2 separate regions of the Drosophila melanogaster genome follow, and region 1 is linked to region 2. The links are chromatin contacts, called in public HiChIP or PLAC-seq maps. All regions are on one chromosome and are shown on one strand. Each heading gives the region's core, a stretch centred on a gene start, on an enhancer-like site or on the middle of the called end of the contact. The rest is flanking DNA. Distances are from core to core; before and after follow the strand shown.

What was found. HiChIP or PLAC-seq counts read pairs in DNA pulled down with a chosen protein or histone mark.
Region 1: a contact with region 2 is called in an H3K27ac HiChIP or PLAC-seq map of the Kc167 cell line, with 3 times the contacts expected there. The contact joins the promoter of CG11050 here to the promoter of CG9175 in region 2. A contact is called at or near these places in 1 of 107 Hi-C or Micro-C datasets (the Kc167 cell line) and 1 of 6 datasets of contacts at active chromatin or transcription factors (the Kc167 cell line).

Annotation. Positions count from the first base shown.
Region 1 is chr2L:6,609,443-6,613,276 of dm6, reverse strand. CG11050 reads right to left here and starts at 2,266. Exons shown (of 5, transcript NM_135208.6): 1 at 2,009-2,266; 2 at 637-792; 3 at 1-496. The coding sequence starts at 711.
Region 2 is chr2L:6,096,614-6,100,704 of dm6, reverse strand. It overlaps CG9175, which reads left to right and starts at 1,739. Exons shown (of 5, transcript NM_164681.3): 1 at 1,739-1,772; 2 at 1,868-2,149; 3 at 2,214-3,161; 4 at 3,232-3,394; 5 at 3,452-4,007. The coding sequence starts at 2,009. The coding sequence ends at 3,537. It overlaps stai (stathmin), which reads right to left and starts at 328. Exons shown (of 7, transcript NM_164682.3): 1 at 156-328.

The DNA of each region.
Region 1 (3,834 bases), core at 1,017-3,516, 510 kb before region 2:
TCAGGTTGCCGATGAGCTCCATGAACTGAAGTATCTCGCCGAGGCCCGAGCTGAAGCAGGGCTTCTTGCCGGCACTGGCCGATGCGGCGGCCACCTCGTGGCAGGATGCGCCCAGTCCGGGCGTCTCCACATCTCCGCCGCCCGTGCTGGCCGTGATTTCATCCGATTTCTGCGACTGCAGAGGCTCAGCTGCTAGCGATGACATGGCGAACTTGGTGGCGGTCTGCTGATGCTGCTGTTGCTGCGAGGACTTGGCACTGGTCTGTCCCTTGGCTGACTGCGTGTGGATGTGGCGCTGGATGTCCTGGCTGCGCTGCTGAAGTATCCGTCTGGCTAAGTGGTGTGATGTGAAATTCTGGCCGTGCGCCGACTCCAAATCCGACTCTGATTCACCGTGACTGCGACCGTCCGTGTGCGATGGCGAACCGTGACTGCTGTTGTCGCCGAACTTCGCTTGACTAGAGTGCTTTGTGGCGGCAGACGCTGTGGCTGTGCACTGAAAAAATATGTGGGTTATTCAAATCTAGCGTTGTAAAACTAAATGATAAAAGCAATACAAAATCTAATCTTGTATTAATTTTAAGCAAATATGCATGCAAATTGATTTTAATTATACGTTAAACTAATTATTTTTACCAGTGTCTTTGTGGCTCCCGACGTCACGCCGCTTGCTGTCGCTCGGAGCAACTGCTGTAGTTGTAGTGAGAACATCGCGACCACAGATGAGATCAAATTCAGATCGTGGGCCACAAATTTGTAGCCTGAGTCAAACACGTGATGTGCAAGTGGCGTCTGTAGGTGAGAAAGGGAGGGAAATACATAATCGTAAGTGTTGTTGTCATGAGCAACAATTCGGAACAGTTTTATTGCATGCGATTAATTTGACTGAGAAAATGAGAAATAAAGTGTCATGGGATAAACTGTTATCTACGTTTCTGTTGATTTATGGAAATATGCATATTTAGGCATAATTAAAATCTACTTAAAAACGAATTGAAAGCACTTGATCTGTAATTTCACACTAATTAACAACAAAAAATGCGAGACAAGTAATATATTTTTAAAAATTTAAAGTATTAATACTTTAATGATATTTCCACTTCAATAGGCTGATGCAATGTATATTATGCACACAACCAGTCACTTTTCGCAAAAACACAAAACGAACTGAGGCAATTAAAAATTATTTATTTATTGCAAAACACAATGTCGAAAATGATATTGCTTTTTAAATTTTATAGGTCGTCCAAAGTGCAATCGATGGGCAAAAATAATTAGTTTCTTATCAGCTGTCGGCACTTTTCTTCCCAGTCTCTCATATAAACATAAACATGAAAATGTATGTTTATATGTATGTTGGTACAGTTCGGTTCAAAACAATAACACTAAAATATTACAAAGGATTTAACAGGAATTCCAAGCAATCACAAGAGTTTTAAATCTTAGTTTGCAGTAAATTATGATATACAAAACTAAAGTGAAATAATTAAATAATTTATACATGAATGGAACCGTTTGAAATTAAAGTTTGTTTGCACCTATGTATGTGCCTATGGAATGGAAATGGCTGAAACACACAATCGACTTCAAATTTTGCGCACTATTTTACCGCCGCAGCTGTTTCTCTGATGCACGTGTGTGTGTGTGTGTGTGTAGTTCGGCTACCTGGGTGCAAGAAGTTCCGTTAGAACAGGGGCAGCGAATAAATAGGAAGCGATGCCGAGAATTGACAGGCAGCTCAAGGTGAAGGCGTTCGATCGCGGGGAGGGGGAATTCGTGGCGGTACGTTGTGTGCGTCGTGTGGCACGTAAGCACCGTTAGTTCGTTGCAATGTTGACGACTATGAGCTGCGCCCGCCGATGAGAAACTGAAATGCTTTCTTTTGATTCGGCAACGCGACCGCCGCGGCCACAGCGCTTGTAATTAGATACCATCGCACACCCACACACACACACATCGCACACGCGCACAACTACAACAACAAAACGAAATAGTTAGAATTACTAACGGAATTTATGCAACAGCTCAACAATCTGCATTCTGCATCACCAAGCGCTGTGCATCGTGCTGCGATGAATATTTTTAATTTAATACACCAATCCACTCGATCTCTCGCCCGCCGACGGGCAAATAAACAATGTTGCGCGCTCTTTTATTCAATTGTGTTGGCTTTTCGCAGCAATTGCACAATTGTCTTTTTTCGGTTACACTTTTCGTTATTCTGACCGCGAGCAGCTGTTGGCGTCGGTGTGACCAGGTCACGGCAAAATGCCATCGAGCAGCGGCGGTCAGCTGCTTGCTTGAGTCATCAGGGCTGGGTAAACCGAAATTCGTGGTTTCACTCCGAGCCTTACTGTATTGGTGATAAACTTGGATGAAAACATTTTCTGGCAGTCTGGCAGCGCCCTGCATTTAACACTGCAACAAAAAGGAGGAGTGAGTAAAATAAGTAAAGTTAAAGGGTTAAAGGGCAAAAATGGTTATGGCTTAAATCATTAAAAAGAAGTAACATTTGTGATGATTTATTGAATTCGCAAAGATTTCGCATCAGCAACATATAGCTTGAAGGATTAAATATCCTTCGAAATACTTAAGAGATTTAACCCAAGCAATACCCACTGTGTATCTGTTTTTTATTAATATTTCATGATTCAAGCTCTGTATTAAACCGCTTTCTTGTGTAGCTACTTTGTTATAATTATTTACTTTCCAGATTATATTGCAATCGCTTTCTGACAGAAATAGGTCGCCAAATAAGTCGCTTCTAAGGCAGTTAAGCGCGGAATGAGTTAGACTAAAACTGTCAAAACGTCAACCACTAAGCCCAAAATGGATCCAATGGATCTGGAGGGCAGTGCGACCACAAGCCAATTTAATTGATTCCAGCCAACTGTCACGTTGGCAGTCGCGTTTTTGGGGGACTGGGCGATAATTTGGACGGCTTCCGGTTGGGCGATGCGGATTATGAATAAATTTAAATCGACGGTTACGACTTATGCATATTTTAGACAACATTACCGCACATAAATCCGTTGCATCTATTATGCAACAGCGCTTTGCTTGCGGAAATGATTTATTTATGGGTCAACTAGCAGTCAAAGTGCAGGCTTATTTGTATTTTTTTTTGTAACTGCGTTTGTGGAAATCCTCAATGGAAAATGTATTAACATTTATTTTATCGGCGGTATGCAATTAAATTGGTGTAATCTTTTGCGCAAATTTCATAATTGATTCGAATAAATTGCTGCACAATTTTACCCATCATCAATTTAAAATCTTTTACAATGGCATTAGGAAAAGTTGTAGCACTCAGTCAACAAAAAAGATAGAAGTTTGAATATATATATCCTTTATATATTTACTGATATAGATATGCATGATTTTGCAACATCAACTTATTTTTGCAATGTCCCAAGGACTTGATTATCTTCCGGCGCAGCTGAATCTCTTTGAGGGGCATACCAAAAATTTTTCAATTTCAGCAGATGCAACTTTTCATCCATTTCCTTATTTTGCTGCGTAACTGGCAAGTGAAGCGCTAATGAAAAACTTTGACAGAAAACTGCATTCCTGCAGGGAAATTGAAAGCCTGCGCCGAATGACAGGAAAAATTGCGAATAAGAAGAAGTTGGAGGACAGGCACTAAGGAAGGAATAACAATAGTCTGCCACGGTCGATGGGCCAACGCGGCGTATGATTAATGCTACCCCGGCATCAATGGAAATCAATTAATTAACGACAACAACAAGGAGCTGCCGAGGCAGGAATCGATGGGAAGTGGAAAACAAAGGACACGCGCTCTCGTCTGCTCATGAATGAATCAGCGATTGAATG
Region 2 (4,091 bases), core at 490-2,989:
ACTTTGTTACGGGAAAAAGAAGAGGTACAAAGCGCGAGGGAAAAGCAACAAAAGAGCTCTGCGCAAGTTGCTGTTGGTGCAATTGCGCAGTGGCGAAAAAAGGGATCTTGCACTGGATCAAACCAGATTGCACTCGAGGTTCAGAGGCCACTCACCTGTAGATTGCTTTCCAATGAAATAAGTTAGCACATGTACAGTTAATAATAGCATTCAAATAACGATAGACACACTGGACACTTTTGAATTGTTAACAGTTAAAATACGGTGCGAGAACTTCGGCAGTTGTTTTTTACAGTTGTGATCGCGTCGGCGAAAATTAAGCGAATGAGCAAGGAAGAAACAGAAAGCAGAGAAGAAAACGAAAGCAGCGACGCGGCGTCGCGATCGGTGAGCACCAGCTGGGCTTTGTTGTTGTTGCTGACCTGGAAGCTGTGCGAGTGGAAAAGAGATGGCGCCAGTGCGTCTTTTGTTTGTTTTCTTTTGTCGGTTATAATTCAAATGACAATTTTGAATTTATTATGTACGCCCAAAAAAGTCTGTTGAATCCCAAAAGTAAGATCCTAAACTTTTCAAATAAATACGAATGAGTGTTGTGACACTTCAAAAGAAACACAAGGACAACGAACTTGATTATGTCTTCCTTTTTGAAGCTTTTTATTCATTTAATAATTATAAATAATATACATACATACGTACATCCACTTGAATCAGGTTAACAATATTGACATATCACTTAAGCCACCTTGACTTCGATAAAAGTGAAATTTGATCAAAGTGCCGGAAAAACTTGTTCACGCACTATGAAAATAATTATAACAAAACTAGTTTAGGTGCGTAGACAGTAGACAGTTTTCACTTTAACGCCCATTTAAATTTAAATACAGCCTATACGATCTATGGCAAAATTGATGAGAAATTTAATTGAAATCTGATAAAGTTATCAACGCAGAGTTGACAAAAGTCAGAAAATAGCAATAAGAAACACCTAATAGAGAATTTAAGATGCTGCAGATTTGAACAATAACTCGTTCAACACGTTTCACACCTTTGTCTGATATATGTACATACATAAATAACTCCCACGTAAAGGAGTATATAAATATGACTTCGGAGTCCCCTTTGTGCCGCCCACCAGCGATTGAAGGTCATTTTGTCACAACAAAGAACCAGGAAGACCACTGCTGAGCTCCACCGCATTAATGACAATCCTGAAATATTATAATTTCTTATTTCACTTGGAAAAAAGAATTCCTTTTTCAAGTTGTTGCAGGGGAGAAATTTGTCTACTTTCTTTTTAATAAAATTTTATTACAAGTACAATTAAGCCTATCTCGTTCTTAAAGGTAGGTACCAGTAGGTACTGGTTATGAGGTGGATCATTGAACATTTCAAACAGGGTACATGGTATATTGTACCTTAAGGTACAAGGTAAAGAAGACAAGCCACGTTATGCAGCGTACTGGGTGCAATATACGCGTTGCAAAATAAATATCGCAATATACTTGAATTCTTATGTATATAAAAATGGTTAACAATTATGTACTTAAAAACATTAAGCTTATTGCGATAATTTTTAAAGTTACCTATCGATTAGAGAACAGCTGTGAATATTTTGATATTTCCAGCTGTTAACATTGCAGCCCATCAGCTGTTTGCTCACGTCACCAGTCTGGCAGCCCTGTTCATCAGCTGAAGACAGCTGACTGCTATGGCACCAATCACCAATCTGCCTATCGATGTATCGATACCTCGCCCTGCCACCGCTATTCAGTGTACGTGGATTTTTAAGACAACTTTCTCAGTCCAAAACACAATAAGAAAATAGTTCCCATGATTAACGTCCACTGAATCGACCCACAATTCCCAGTCAGTTAACAGCCGGAGTGTGCCAGCGGTAGACCCAATTAGATGTGCCTGCCCCGCGGCCAGAGCTGATAAACTCGAGTCAATCACTCAGCCCCAATCCCTCCGCCCCCAGCGTCCGGTCGATTGTGATATATTATTGATAATGGCCCACACCCGCCGTCCCAGCGACGGCCTGCTGGCCCGCGTGAACTTCCCGCTGTACGCCGTGGACATGCTAACCAGCCGCCACATTCTGGTAGCCGGAGGCGGTGGCTCCAGCAAAACGGGAGTGGCGAACGGCTTTGTATGAACTCAGCTCGCTCCGCCGCATTCTTGTGATGTTTCTAATCGACGATTGATCTTTCCAGGAGATCTATGAGCTGTACCACAACGGCAGCCACTTCTGCGCGGAGGAGGTTTTGCGCCATGAGACCGGCGCCAATGTGGTGATGAACTTCGCGGTGCGCAATGGCGGCCGGAGGGGCTATCTGTGCGCCGGCCAGGAGGCGCACTGTCAGATGTACTACGTCCAGCCGCGCGTTCAATCCGAAGAGGATGGGAATGGAAACGGTGTGGGCGTCGGGGACGGCAAGCCTGCTCCGGAGGAACGGCCGCACGAGAACGGCAACGTGCGCCAGCGAAACGCACACTCGGGCGTGGAGCCAGTGGCCAACGGGCACAGGCCACCCCTTTCCACCGCCGACATATTGCGTCAGTTTCGGCGACTGCATTTCGACATCCAGGCGGCGGATGTGATCCAGACGGACTTCCTCAAGGGCGCCGAGCCCCTGCAGCGCGTGGTGCGCATCAGCGGTAATGGCCGTCTGATGGCCACTGGCGGCACGGACGGAAAACTGCGCGTCTGGACGTTCCCCCAGATGACGCTGGCCGCCGAGCTGGCGGCACACAGCAAGGAGATCGATGACCTGGACTTCAGTCCCGACAGCAAGCTAATTGCCAGCATCTCCAAGGATGCACAGGGCTTGGTGTGGGACCTGGCCAGCGGCCAGCTGCAACACAAGCTGCAGTGGAAAACGCCCGAGGGGGCCAAGTACCTGTTCAAACGGTGCCGCTACGGAACCGTGGAGGCGCAAAAGGATAACTACCGCCTCTTTACCATTGCCAATCCGCTGGGCAAGGTGGGAAAGCAGCGTGGCTTCCTGCAGCACTGGGACTGTGCCAGCGGGCAACTGCGTCAGGCTGTGGCCATTGACGAAAGCCTCTCGTCACTGGCAGTGCGGGATGATGGTCGATTCGTGGCCGTCGGCACGATGTTCTCAGGCAGCGTATCCATGTACATTGCATTCAGTCTGCAGGTGAGCAGAGGCAACTAATCAAAGTGTACGTTAATAGTCTTAACTCCAATTCTTTGCTTACGTTTTGCAGCGCGTGCTCCACATTCCCCATGCACACTCCATGTTCGTAACTGGCCTCCAGTTCCTGCCTATTACCAACGAGGAGGGACCGCCCATTTCCAGCGACACGGAGGCAGCCGTTCTGTCCATTTCGGTGGACAACAAAGTCTGCATCCACAGTCTGTCCCAAAGACGTAAGCAATAAAATTGGTGTAAAATTGGAAATTATCTCACTGCCAACTTCTTTTTAGGTACAATCCCCGCCTGGATTGCCATCGTCTTTCTGATTGTCATGATTTTCGCCGTGTTCGTGCTGTGCTCCTACATTGGCATCTGATGCTCAATGGCCAGAAGAGAGTTATTCGATTTGCATTATTAGTTTGTAAACAGGGTTTAGTTTTCTGCAATAAGCCACAACTCCTCCCCCCCCCAGCACTCCCAGCGTCGTCCCACCCCTCCTCCATCATGTTAATTAGTTTAAGTGCATAGTTTGTGCCGGCTGCCTTATCTCTTATACTAATTGCAATGTTTGCTTAGTTGTATCATAATTTGTTTATCTCTCTAGCCACCGCAAACGAAGCCTTGCTCGTTTGGCAGCTTTGCCCGTTGTACATGATTTTTAAAATTTAATTAATATTTCATTTATACAAAGGCAGACAGGAAAACTGACTGCGTCTAGTTGAAGCAGTCAAATGAATTGTAAAACCATTTTTATAATCAAAATGTTAGCTAATCGAACTGTGGTGGGTTTAGCACACCATTCGTATAGTCACAAGTGAATGATATATAAAAATGCATTCAGTAATGAAATTTCGATGTTTTATTCGCATTCAATGAGGTGGCAAACATGGTAAAATATTCCAACGAGGGTTATTAACCTCCAACATTGGT